Linked DNA regions of Hordeum vulgare: region 1 is linked to region 2. Evidence: chromatin contacts called from public Hi-C data. All regions are on one chromosome and are shown on one strand. The core of a region is the stretch at or near the end of the contact, and the rest is flanking DNA. Distances in the headings are between cores, read along the strand shown. Region 1 holds the start of LOC123447395. Region 2 holds the start of LOC123447382 (phospholipase A2 homolog 3-like).

Evidence for each region. Hi-C and Micro-C count contacts between places; a contact is called where the count stands out from the background.
Region 1: a contact with region 2 is called in a Hi-C map of leaf, with 4 times the contacts expected there. The contact joins the promoter of LOC123447395 here to the promoter of LOC123447382 in region 2. A contact is called at or near these places in 2 of 6 Hi-C or Micro-C datasets (leaf and seedling).

The regions. Positions count from the first base shown.
Region 1 is chr4H:15,573,896-15,580,145 of MorexV3_pseudomolecules_assembly, reverse strand. It overlaps LOC123447395, which reads left to right and starts at 3,487. Exons shown (of 8, transcript XM_045123991.1): 1 at 3,487-4,062; 2 at 4,315-4,556; 3 at 4,658-4,780; 4 at 5,228-5,344; 5 at 5,430-5,612; 6 at 5,709-5,850; 7 at 6,003-6,168. The coding sequence starts at 3,747.
Region 2 is chr4H:14,914,484-14,921,508 of MorexV3_pseudomolecules_assembly, reverse strand. LOC123447382 (phospholipase A2 homolog 3-like) reads left to right here and starts at 5,551. Exons shown (of 4, transcript XM_045123980.1): 1 at 5,551-5,962; 2 at 6,083-6,131; 3 at 6,219-6,341; 4 at 6,428-6,901. The coding sequence starts at 5,819. The coding sequence ends at 6,600. It also overlaps the pseudogene LOC123447384.

The DNA.
Region 1 (6,250 bases), core at 2,238-4,737, 660 kb before region 2:
CCCCTTGCCGCAAGCCACGAGTTGGGGGTGAAGAAAGGTTGTAAATCCCCATTAATCCTCACAGCAAACCGGACTGAAGTAACACACTTCATTATCAGTCGAACAAAGGAAGAGCTGAAGCCAAGTCGAAGAAGAATTGCCTCCAAATAATGCCATTCTACTCGATCATACGCTTTCATCATATCCAGCTTAAGTGCACAGGAGTGATTATTCCCCTTCTTCCTTCTGCGAATAGCGTGGACACACTCGAAGGCCACAAGTACATTATCAGTCAACAAACGACCATGGACAAACGCACTTTGTTCCTCACTAACAATCTCATCCATGCAAGTCCTGAGTCGGTTAGTGATCGCCTTGGAGGCCACCTTATATAGAACCGAGCACAGGGAAATAGGACGGAACTGGGAGATCTTTTGGGGTCGTACCTTGGGTATAAGGGTGATCGATGTATCGTTTAGGCCCAAAGGTAGATCACCTCCATTCAAGAAGCCAAGCACCCCCGTGGTAACCGACCCACTCAACAGATTCCAATGTTTCTGGAAGAAACCCGCGGTGAAACCATCTACACCCGGGGCTTTCGATGGCGCCATTTGAAATAGCGCATCCCGAACCTCCTGTGCTTCGAAGGGTTTATCAAGCAGTACACTCATCTGAGGTGAAACCTTAACAGGAACGTGTGTAAGGATCTCCCTCATGTCACTCCTACTATGAGAGGAATATAGGTCTTCGTAGAATGACAGGATCTCAGTCTGGTCCTCCTCACTGGTCGCACAAACTGAACCGTCTGCCCGCACCAGGCCACAGATCTTATTCATACGTTGACGTTGCTTCGCCTGTGCATGGAAATACCTGGTGTTGCGGTCACCCTCTTTCAACCATCTTACTCTGGATCGTTGCCACATCCAGATTTCTTCCTGCTTCAGTACCAACCGGAGTTTCGTTGCAGTTGCCTTTTCCTCGTCGGATGGGCCACGCCCAACCGAAGACCGCCGCAGCTTATCAAGCTTGCGTTGTAACTGACGAATAGACCGGGCCAAACAGCAAAATTCTTTCGCTCCCCATGGCTCCAGGGTTCTCTGTAAGGCTCCCAGCGACTCCATGATCCCTTGGAGGTTATCCGATCGCTGTTGCTCTTGCATGTTGCCTTGACCAATTGCTCATACTCCATATGAGTTTACCACATGTTTTCATATCGAAACTGTTTAGTTCCCCGAGCGCCCCAGTTCCTCCCATGCTCACTAAGATCTGTAATAATGAAGCAATGGTCAGACTCCACAGCACTAACATGACGCACCCGAATATTCTCGTACTGCTGACGAAAAGAATCGTTTGCAAACGCTCTATCCAAACGAGCTTTAACATTGGAAGAACCCTGCTGTCCGTTATCCCATGTAAAGGGAACCCCCGTCCATCCCAGATCCTGGAATGCGACCTCCTCAACAACCTCTCGGAAGAGCTGCATTTGACGTTCCGGATGACGTGCCCGACTAAAATGCTCGTTGCCATAGAGATTCTCATTGTAGTCTCCCATACTCAACCATGCTGTGTGTGGCATTGCAAACAAAAACCGCAGCAGGTTCCAACTTTGAATTCTGTTCTCCACTCTCGGTGCTCCGTAAAACCCTGTGAACCTCCATTCAACTGAGTCATGGTCACTTAAGAGCACCATAGTGTCAATATGGTCGATACTAAAACTTCTCAAGTCTACGGTGACGTCTTTAGACCAGAAGAGGCCAACACCTCCACTTACTCCATTGCTATCCACCGCAAAACAGCCCACAAAACCTAGCTGATAGCGTAGGTTCTCCACTCGTCTAGCCCTGATTTTGGTCTCCATTAAGAACAGTAGGGCGGGAGCTTCCTGCTTCACAATACTACGAAGCTCTCGAACTGCCTCGGGGTTCCCAAGCCCCCGGCAGTTCCAGCTTATGCACCTCATTGGGACTGGCAGGGCTGCACCGTAGCCTCTGTCGAGTTTGTTGGAGTTGGCTTTTTCTTCTTTGGAACTCTCTCTCCTTCCTTAGCCGCATCAGGATCCACCTCATTCTCATCCCCCTTCATACCTTGGTCACCTGTTGTTGCATCCACTGCCTCCGAACCATCAGTGATCAAGAGCTTTGATTCAGTAACACGACGGTAAGCCTGCTTGGGTACCTCCTTCCTCTTATTATTCATGCGGTTTTTCACTGGGGAATTTACTTCGGCAGTACCACCTTTCGCACTAGAGCTAGAGTTCTTGGACTCCCTCTGATTACTAGTACCAGAGTAGTGCTCCTTATTGGAGCTGTCACCAGACGACGCCTTCTTCCAGTCATCACTAGCCCGAAGCTTTGGCCCAAACGGTAGCTCTCCATTAGTGTCTCTAGGGCCCGGAGTAGAGCAGTAAATATCTGCATGCCCAAGTCGGTCGCAGGAGAAGCAGAAGTGGGGAACATGCTCATATTGTATGTCATACATGTCTACCTTCTTCCTTTTTGCTGAATCGATCTAGATCCACCTCCGGAGTGGCTTGCATACCTCAATTGAGACCCTTGCTCGCAGGAAGCCTTGTCAATCTGCTGAGCTATCAGCTTTCCTCATGCATCATTACGTAGATTGTACGGGAGATTTGGTACACGAGCCCATAAGCTGGGCCTGTCCAATTTAACTTCATCCGCCCGCATGCAGTCGTCGAACTCTGCCAAGACAACATCGTTCCTGCTAACGTGCCAGGGAGATCCCTCCCATATTCTATCTCTATCTCTTCGTGTCTCGAACTCAGCCACAAAGGTATTCTCCCCCATAAATCGAAACTGCAGACCTCTAGGGTTTCCCCAAGCCGGCTTAAGAGCCCCTGAGATTGTTTGGATGTGCAGCAGATTCTTGTGTAGAATCCTCCCCGCCAGGAGCCACTTAACCGGCTTATCATCTTCTGTGTCGTCGATCACAAGTGGTGTTGCTTCCTCATCGGTAATCGCCATCTTCCCTAGCGCCTCCTCTAGCTTCGCTCTTTCCGCTCGAGGGGAGTAGGGACCGGAGTTGTGCTGCGCGCCGCCGGGATTTGGGACCGAAGCCATCCCAGGGAAAACCCCCAGGGCGCACCGTCGTCGAGGAGACCGCGGCCGCCGTCCAAGTCCGTCGAAACCCTAATCGCCAGAGGGTTTTAGGGTTACGTGAAAAACTGATCACGTTTATACAGAGTTGACGGTGACCATCACTGCTGATGTGACATTAAACACAGTATTTAGGGTATTCTTCAGTCGGGTGACCAAAGTGAATTGGGTGATCAAGTAAAGTGACCGTGGATGAATTTATCTCCGGTTCGACGCCCCGTCCTCAACGTTAAACGAGAATCACATGCTGAATCGGGGGACACCTGTCCAAGGCTTCCTACCCCACGCGAGCGACGTCGTCGGCAACGAGTAGACCTTTCAATTCAACCCCATGCCATGTCACCGCACGACGACGGCGTTTTGCCTGGAAAACACGACCGGAGACTCGCAAGACACAAGATTTTACCCCGGCGAGCCGCCACCCACCACCGCGCGCGTCCGCTCCACAGAAAATAATGCATCTCCGTCGTTTTTCCGCCCGATTCCCCGCCCCCTCATCGCTACATTCACCACCCACGAGTTCCACACCTCCCTCCACTCCCCGGCGAAGCGGAGAATCCTCCCCCTCTCGCCGACTTCCCCAGACGCTTCCACACAGTGAAGTACTAGGACTGCTGCCTGCTCGCTCGCAGTAGCTGCAGCGGTGGTCGTGGCATGGCATCTTCCCTCGCGCCCGCGTCGTGCGCGCTGCCCCTGCATCCCAGGGCGGCCGCGGCGGCAGGCCCCTCCTGCCGCGTGCTGCTGCTCGCCGTCGCGGCGCCCCGCTCGGCCGCGTCGGTGCGCCGGGCGGGGATTCTCGCGCCGGTGCGGTGCTCGCCGCTCGAGGATCCCGGCAGGGAGGAAGGGAGGAAGGAGAAGGGCCGGGACGTGGGCAAGCGGGTGCGCGGGAGGCCCATGTGGAGGCGGATCCTGTTCGCCTCCAAGAAGACCCGCAGCATCATGATTCTCAACGCCCTCACCGTCATCTACGGTACACCTACACCTAGTACCTTTCTTCATCCCTCTCGAGTCTCCAGTTCGTACGATGCGCTCAAGGTGTTGAAAATGGCGGCGCCATGGGTTGACAGAAGCAACAGTTGTCCAATTGTTCAGTACTGCAAGTGCAGCTTAATTTGCTAGGACAAGAAGTCTGTGATCTGGAATTCAGTAGTAGTACAGTATGCAAGCACGAGCTCAGCGTTTGACTTGACGGCTTCCTTTTCCCCGTTCCTGTTTTCTGCAGCAAGTGATATCCCAGTTCTGAAAGAGGTTGAAGCCCTCACTGAACCTGCGGTTTTCAACATGGTGCGCTTCGTTATCGCAGCCATCCCCTTCCTGCCATTTGTGATACGGGCATTCGGAGATCGCCGTACACGAAATGGGGGACTAGAGCTAGGACTTTGGGTCAGTCTGGCGTACCTTGCCCAGGCAATCGGGTTGACCACATCTGAAGCTGGGCGAGCATCCTTCATCGCAGCCTTCACGGTACGCCTTCTCGCACCTTTTTTTTCTTCTTCTGTTGTAAACTTGTAATGGTGGAATTGGCAAATGTTTTTGTGGTGATACCTAAAGAATTATGTGAACAGGTGATAGTTGTGCCTCTGATTGATGGCTTTTTTGGAGCCTCCATCCCCATGCTGACTTGGTTCGGGGCCATTGTATCGATTATAGGGGTTGGCCTGCTAGAATGTGGTGGCTCTCCTCCTTGTGTAAGTACTAAGCATTGGTCTTGTTCCTTATGTAGTAGCGCTTGTTAGCTTATTTAGTTGGTCCCATAAGGCCTTGATCGGTTCCTTCAGATTTGAAGGGGTTTGGAGGGGATTGAGAGGGATTAAATCCCCTACAAGTCAAATTCCACCTAAATCCCCTCCAATCTTCTCCAATCCCTCCTGGGAGGGATTTACCGAACAAGGCCTAATGGATTTCAGAACCTAGTACAGCACTTCAAATGTCTTGTTTTGTGTAACTATCAACAGTGATACTCTAAATGAATATATATTATTTCCAATGGCAACGACCAACCAATTCAAAACAGTAGATCAGTTTGTTGACAAAAACTGAGTCCGTCTTTTCAAAGATTTGGTTACAACATATATCACGTGTCTTGACAAGGAATATAATTCTGATTTTTCAATCCTCTCGTGTTGTTTCCAAAGGTTGGTGACGTGCTGAATTTCTTGAGTGCGGTATTTTTTGGGATCCATATGCTTAGAACGGAGCAAATATCAAGAAGTACAGACAAGAAGAAGTTCATGGCTCTTCTTAGCTTTGAGGTTCATAACTAAATTGTGTACTTGCAGTTTCCGATATCATCTTTGTCACAAATGCAAACCATCTCACTGATCATCTACCATTCAGGTCCTTGTTGTGGCTTTCACCTCGATACTCTGGTTTTTGCTCAAAGATGCCTTTGTTGAGGTCCAAGATTCCGGCTTTGAAGCATGGACTTTTGGTACGCTATGGGATTCGGCGGCTTCTTTTCCTTGGATACCAGCACTGTACACTGGAGTCTTTTCAACGGGGTTATGCATGTGGGCAGAGGTTAGCCTGCTTTTTAGAACCTTGTAGTAGTACTATGAACAGTGTGGAGACTTGTTTAATTTACGAAATGATCTTATATTGTATGTCTATGCGCAGATGGTAGCGATGGCCCATGTTTCAGCAACTGAAACTGCAATTGTTTATGGGCTAGAACCAGTATGGGGAGCTGGATTCGCTTGGTTCCTCTTAGGTGAAAGATGGGACAATGCTGCATGGATTGGAGCTGCCCTTGTACTATGTATGCTTGATGCTTCTTTCAGCTTTATTCTGTGCTTTTGTAGTTGCATTTTGATATTCAGACAGACAATACCTTGACGAAAGTGTTCATATTAATCAATCACAACATAATCTTCAAGCCAACTGAATATATCTTGACATCCTTTTCTTCAGGTGGAAGCCTTACTGTGCAGCTATTCGGGTCGACTCCTGAAAAATCCCAGAAAGTTGAATCACCCAGCAGGAATACATTTGAACCCCCACTGAAACGGCAGGAACGCTTATCCCTGTCCGCTATCCCCGTCGATTCCAGGAAGAACATAGGGAGCCAATTAGAGAGGTAAAATCCAGCCTCTTGGTTGTCTCTTTTGTGCTGTCCTTAGCATATTTTAGTTTGCTCATTTTTTTTCATCTGTAAAACA
Region 2 (7,025 bases), core at 4,302-6,801:
TGCAGTGAAAAGAGTTGGCAGATGTGATGCTTTTGCTACCGAATACGATCTTGAAGCAGAGGAGTATGTGCCAATTCCCAAAGGTGAAGTCCACAAGAAAAAGGAAATAGTGCAGGTACAAATTTGACACTAGCTCAGCCTTTTTTTTGCATGCACACTTGTTCAGCCAATTCTGCATTGTACCATCCATAAATCAACTTTTTGCTAATTTAATCTGAGATAATGTAATATGCAATTGCAGCATAATACCTAATCTGATGGATCAAAGGTGGAAGCATGATGCATTTTGTTAAGTTGAAACTTCTTATTATACTTTTGTGTTGCTGAAGCATGCTTAAATATGTGATTTCCCTTCCTGGTAGTTGTAAGTTGCTTGCTCCTGCTAAATTGCAGAAAATGGAATGGAAATCTGTAACCTAAGGATTAAGATTGCATCAAATACTTAGTCCACATTCTTGATTGTGCCTTCCTGGATAAGAAAACATAAAGTTCGCAAGCTAATAAGATTGTGCCAAATTTTGATTGTCTGCTCAAACCCTGTTAACTAGACCAATTGAGTAGGATTCGTTGTTCTTGTCCCTGTCTAAAGAAAGTTAGAATCATTCCTACATACCTACATCCAACGAAGGACAATTGAATTCAGTGTGGTTTGTTCTCTATTGTCTCCCGGAGGGTGATGATCTTTTCCAATAGCATAGAATGAAAATTCCTATTTGCGTTAGCATATTCTTCTTGTTTTCAAGTTCAATGTAAGTCGACCGAAGAGAGTAAATGATATGCTTTGATCTGCATAGGACGTTACACTGCATGACCTTGACGCCGCAAATGCCCAACCACAAGGAGGCCAAGATATTTTGTCCCTTATGGGCCAGATGATGAAGCCACGGAAGACTGAAATCACTGAGAAGCTACGCCAAGAGATCAATAAGGTTTCACAATTCTCATTATGCAACGTTTTCTTCTTTAAAATTGGAACAAATTTTGAGACCTATTGGAATTGGTGCCTTTTCTTTTGTATCATGATAGGTGGTTAACAGATATATTGATGAAGGTATTGCAGAGCTTGTACCTGGTGTGCTGTTCATTGATGAGGTATTACATTATTGTCTCATGATTGAAATCTAGTCCCTCCGTTCCTAAATATAAGACCTTTTAGACATTCCACTGTGAACTAGATACGGATGTACATAGACATATTTTAGAGTGTAGATTCAATCATTTTGCTTCATATGTAGTCCATAGTGTAATCTCTAAAAGGTCTTATATTTAGGAACGGAGGGAGTACTTGTCTTGGTATGCTTGTTTTGGATTTCCTAAAATGTGAATGAGCTTGGGCTTATTTATTTTCGACTTCTCCTATTGCCAAATAAATGTGTCCCCCTTGTGGAGCAGCATTGTTCTGATGAACTAATTGGCCTTCATGCTACTAAATGGTAGAATTATGCCTTATAGTGACCTGATTTCATTAATGACAATAACTTTATCTGTAGGTTCACATGCTGGACATTGAGTCCTTCTCTTATCTTAATCGTGCTCTTGACAGCTCATTATTGCCAATTGTGATACTCGCTACGAACAGAGGAATATGTACTGTAAGGTAAGAAATTTGATTTACCTGTTCAACTGCTCCATGCTGAACTGCAATACTGGAATTCCTGGCAGCACCTTTCAATTATGCCTTTCAATTATGGCAGCACATTTCAACATCGGAATCCCTGGCAATACATTTCAATTATGCCTGCTGTAGGCGCTTAGGGGTCATTGTAGTGGGTGCTTTATCTAGTACTATTTTTTCCTTGCACTTATTATGATTTTACAACTCTATTTATCCAGGGGAACTGACATGACAAGCCCACATGGTATCCCAGTCGACCTTCTAGATAGGTTGGTTATCATACGGACATAGATATATGGCCCTATTGAGATGATCCAGGTTCCTATTTCTTGTCTTATCATATGTTCAACTTTCCTATTTAGAAATGCATTTGATGTTTGTTTACTGTGTGTTGCAGATATTTTACAAGTGGAGGAGATTGAAATTGACGAAGACAGTCTTGCATTTCTAGGAGAGGTTGGACAGCAGACATCTTTGAGGTATGGTTCTTGTTGTTTTGGACACATTTGTGTCCCGTGCCAAGATTAGAAATTAGAAATTAAATAAAATTTAGCTGGAATGTGGGTTGAAAGAGCTTTCTCGAGCCTTTGAAGTTAGGACTGTTTCAACGCTGTCTTTTGGCTTTCATCCCACTTTTAGTGTCCTGCTATGTGAATTTCGACATGCATGTATGTCTAGCGTACGCATTACCATCACCGGGTTTGTCATAACTAGGCCAGTTTATTGTTGGTTGTAACGGTTGCAATGGATCTTCAATCTCTTTGCAGACATGCTATTCAGTTGCTGTCGCCTGCTAGCGTAGTTGCCAAGGCTAATGGGAGAGAGAAGATCTGCAAGGTATGTGTTGAATTTCAATAAAATGTCATCTTCCTAACCTGATCTCATGATCCTATATCAGGCTGATCTCAAGGAAGTTCGTGGTCTGTATTTGGACGCGAAGTCCTCTGCTCGTTGGCTTCAGGATCAGCAAGGAAGATACATCACCTAAACTAGTCGTGCACAAGGATTCTCAGCTGTCGGCTCAGGTGATTGGCCTGTAAGCAGGCGCATAGACTTGAAGAGCACAATCAGAGCGTTGTTTTCGTAGCAGCTGCACTCTGGACTGGACAAAATCGATTCTGGTGTACGGTCGCCTCAGATGTATCGGTCGTTGATTCTTTTGCGGTGAAGTGGGATTTGTTGGATTGTGTCTCGTGGTAAGACCGACCCAATTTCTGGAGCATTGCCTTTGCTTACTTGCTCGATAACGTATTGGGGTTATGCTGTAAAGTCCACCTTGTGTCTTTAAAGTTTAAACTAATTATAGATCATTAATACATCTAGTGTAGATTCGCGTCAGGCAAATACAAACTGGGCCGTGTGGAACGCGTGCAAGCTAAACAAACGTGTGTGGATTCGCTCAAGGAGTGAAGCTTATCTGTCATGGTTTTGCTGGTAGACGAGAATTAATCCTGATCCATGTAAGGTGCTGCCTTACATGGAGAACCATACAGGCGACATGACTGCTCTCCGACAGTCTCAACTTTGGCATCGGTTTCGCTTTCTTGCCCCGCTCCTTAACCACGCAAGAACCGGACGATCCTATCCGCCTACGGGGATCTACAGCGAATAACCGGGCGCTCACCCGGCTCCTGTCCACAAACAACATTCCACCAAGCGTTAATCCAATTCGGACGCATGACATGGTTCCCGTCGGCCGGGCTAGGGTATAGGATGCCAAAGAAAACATGTGCTGAGAAAGCGAGAGCGGCCGAGATCGCCGGGGAATCGGGGATCAAGGGTCGCCGAGATCGCCGGGGAATCGGGGATCAAGGGTCGAGATCACCGGGGGCGGGGATCGAGCTGGTGCCGGACGGAATTCCGTCACAGCAAAAACAAGTCGAAACCATCACCAATCCACACGAACGATCGATCTCACGCATGCATGGCAGCTGAAAAGAAAAGAGAAACCATTCGGAAAAAAGAGAGAGAAGAGAAACCAGTCATGTAGGAGTGCGCCTTTTCCATTGACTAGCGCGCCTTTGGCCGACGGCGATGCGGAGAATCCTTTATCGTCGCCGTCGACGGCTGTGTTGTCCATTTCACATGCTGCTGAGGCCATCATAGTGAAGAAACCATCCGCTTTTCCTTCTAATAGTAGCAGTGGCCAACAAAGGACTTGGATGATGGGGTTAGTCGGTACATATGTTTTTTTCGGTGCTCACTGTGAGCCGTGCAACAACGTGAGCGTCTTCATGTTTTTTATTATTATTATGCGGCCGAGGAACGTGTTGTCCATTTCACATGCTGATGCCATCATAATGGAGGAAGGAACCATATGTTTTTCCCTCTAGTAGTAGCAGTAGCCAACAAAGAAACTGAATGATGCAGTTGACCGGTACATATGTTTTATTCCGGTGCTCAATGTGAGCCGGGCAACGACGTGAGGGTCTCCATGTTTCTTTTATTATTATGCGTCCAAGGAACGTGTTGTCCATTTCACATGTTGAGGCCACCATAGTGGAGGGAGAAACCATCTGCTTTTCCTTTTAGTAGTAGCAGTAGCCAACAAAGGAACTGGATGATGCGGTTGACCGGTACATATGTTTTTTTTCGGTGCTCAATGTGAGCCGTGCAACGACGTGAGCGTCTTCATGGTTTTTATTATTATTATTATGCGATCGAGGAACGTGTTGTCCATTTCACATACCGAGCCCACCATAGTGGAGGGAGAAACCATCTGCTTTTCCTTGTAGTAGTAGCCGTAGCCAACAAAGGAACTGGATGATGCGGTTGACCGGTACATATGTTTTTTTCCTGTGCTCAATGTGAGCCGTGCAACGACGTGAGCGTCTTCATGGTTTTTTATTATTATTATGCGGCCGAGGAACGTGTTGTCCATTTCACATGTTGAGGCTTCCATAATGGAGGGAGGAACCATCTGCTTTTCCTTCTAGTAATAGCAGTATTCAACAAAAAAACTGAATGATGCGGTTGGTTGGTACATATGTTTTTTTCGATGCTTAATGTAAGTCGTGCAACCACGTGAGCGTCTTCATGTTTTTTATTATTATTATGTGGCCAAGGAAAAAGACCAAAGTGAAACGTGAAAAGATGAAGGTGGAGAATGTTGGAACGGTCGGAGGACAGGGATTGAACGGAGACGGAGAAGAAACGGCGGGGAGCCCAGCCGGAGCATTGGAGGATGACGGAGACGCGGGGTTCTGACAAGGGCGTGGCATGGTGGCGGGGGTGGTGAAGCGACGGCGAAGGCAAGAGAGATAGAAGGAAGGAGAAAAAATAAGGAGGATGAAAGTCACGGGTCTAGAAAGTATTTGGGGGCAGGGATGATGGATAGCAACGTTTCTCGTTTCCGGACTACCGCATCCCTCCCCCCCATCACTTTGTGTTTGATTTGTAGAAGAAATTGCGTCCGAACTTTGTCGTGGGTTGGTACAAGCGTTGGATGACTTCCACGGTTCAGACACCGCAGTCGGACGGTCCGCCTTTGGAGATGCTCTTAATTGGCATATTTTTCCATAATGTCCGATATCCGACCAACTGGTGGAGCTCAATTATCATGGGTCGCCCATATATATGGGACATATGACCCAATGAAAAAGGCACGCTACGAACATGGCGGCAAGAGTCGACACGAGAGGACACTAGCAACCAACTGAGCTGACAGCCGATAATTATAAAGCGTACTCGCTCACTCTCACGGTTCACTGAAAAATCTGGGTCTGTCCACGACCCAATCACCCAATTATTTTCGTCGAAAGAGACCACGGAAAAAGGAAAAGGAGGAGAAGGCGCTGGATGCATGGCACACATGCTCGCCGTCTGGATCGCCCACCGACCGACGTGGTGCATGCACGGCATCTTCCTCCGCGCTGTCGACTGCCAGCCCGTGTCCCCGTGAGCTAGCCAACAAGCCCCGCGCGCTCACGAGCGGCATACAACCAAAACGCGCACCCGCGCCCCATCTTCACCTCCCTTTTCTCTCTCTAAATCAGTGTCACAACTTGCCAACTACAGTTGCAGAGTTCACCTCGTCGCTCCAGCCAATGTGCCCCTCCGCTGGATCTCCCTACTAGATAATATCTTATCTCGCCGAGAACGACGGCAGGGCAGGGCGCGCGGTATAAGTCCAGCTGCTGGCGGCCGCCGTCTCGATCGACACAAAGAGAGAGAGAGAGAGAGATCTGATCTTTCTTGAAGAGGATGGCGCATGGCAGAGGCAGTTGCCGGCGGCTGCATGCGCGTCTACTCGCGGTGGTCGGGCTCCTCGCCTGCGCCGCCTTCGCGCCGCGCTCCTCGGCTCTCAACGTCGGCCTCCAGTCCGTCGACGCCGACGGCGATGGCGTGGTACGTGCACGGTCTACGCATGTACTATAACCTACACTTCGTATAGCCAATTATTAAGCTGAGTATGCTATGGTTTGTCGACTATTTCTCGGCGGCCGGCCGGCGGGGACGCTGACGCAGAGCAAGCAGCAGGCGTGCAGCCGAACGTGCGAGTCCGACCACTGCACGAGTACGTAGGCGCATCAACTTCTTCTTCTTCTTCTTCTTCTTCGTTGGTAGTAGTAACTGCATGGTGACTGGTGATCTCTTGACGCAGCGGCGCCTTTCCTGCGGTACGGCAAGTACTGCGGCATCCTCTACAGCGGGTGCCCCGGCGAGCGCCCGTGCGACGCCCTCGACGCCTGCTGCATGCACCACGACAACTGCGTCCTCGTCAAGAGTACGTGCCCCCAACAACCAATCCATCCATCCATCAACTAGTATTTACGTAGCCGATGTCTGAGTCTGACTCTCGATCGGCATCAGATGACTACCTGAGCACGGAGTGCAACGAGGGCCTGCTGGAGTGCCTGGCGGAGCTGCGGGACGGCACGGGCACCTTCGAGGGGAACAAGTGCATGATCGACGAGGTCATCGACGTGATCACCGTCGTCATCGAGGCCGCCGTCGTCGCCGGCCGGGTGCTGCACAAGCCCTAGCTAGCTAAATCGCGCACCACGGCGGCGCGCGCGGGGAGCCGGCGAGCTGGGGGGACAAGCAACAGCTTGCTCGGTAGGTGGGTGGTGCATGCCTTTTCTGCTTGGTGTCGCTCACTGGCGGTGGGTGTTCGTCCTGGCGCGCACCGGCCGCGCCAGCGCCTCACGTACGTACAGTCTCGCACGGGAATGACCTGGTTTGATACTTTAGCTAAGATCGACGGCTCTGAATTGTATATGGGCATGATGATTACCATCACCTGCCTGATTAAATTTACATGAGTTGGTACGTCTTTTGCCTACACATCATGTGTCCGTGGACTGCATAATTGGTACTCCTACTACCCTATTACAGCTTGTTGATATGATTATTGGCCCTACAGTATTTTTTTTATCCTGGACATATCTAGATTTATTTTAGTTATTGC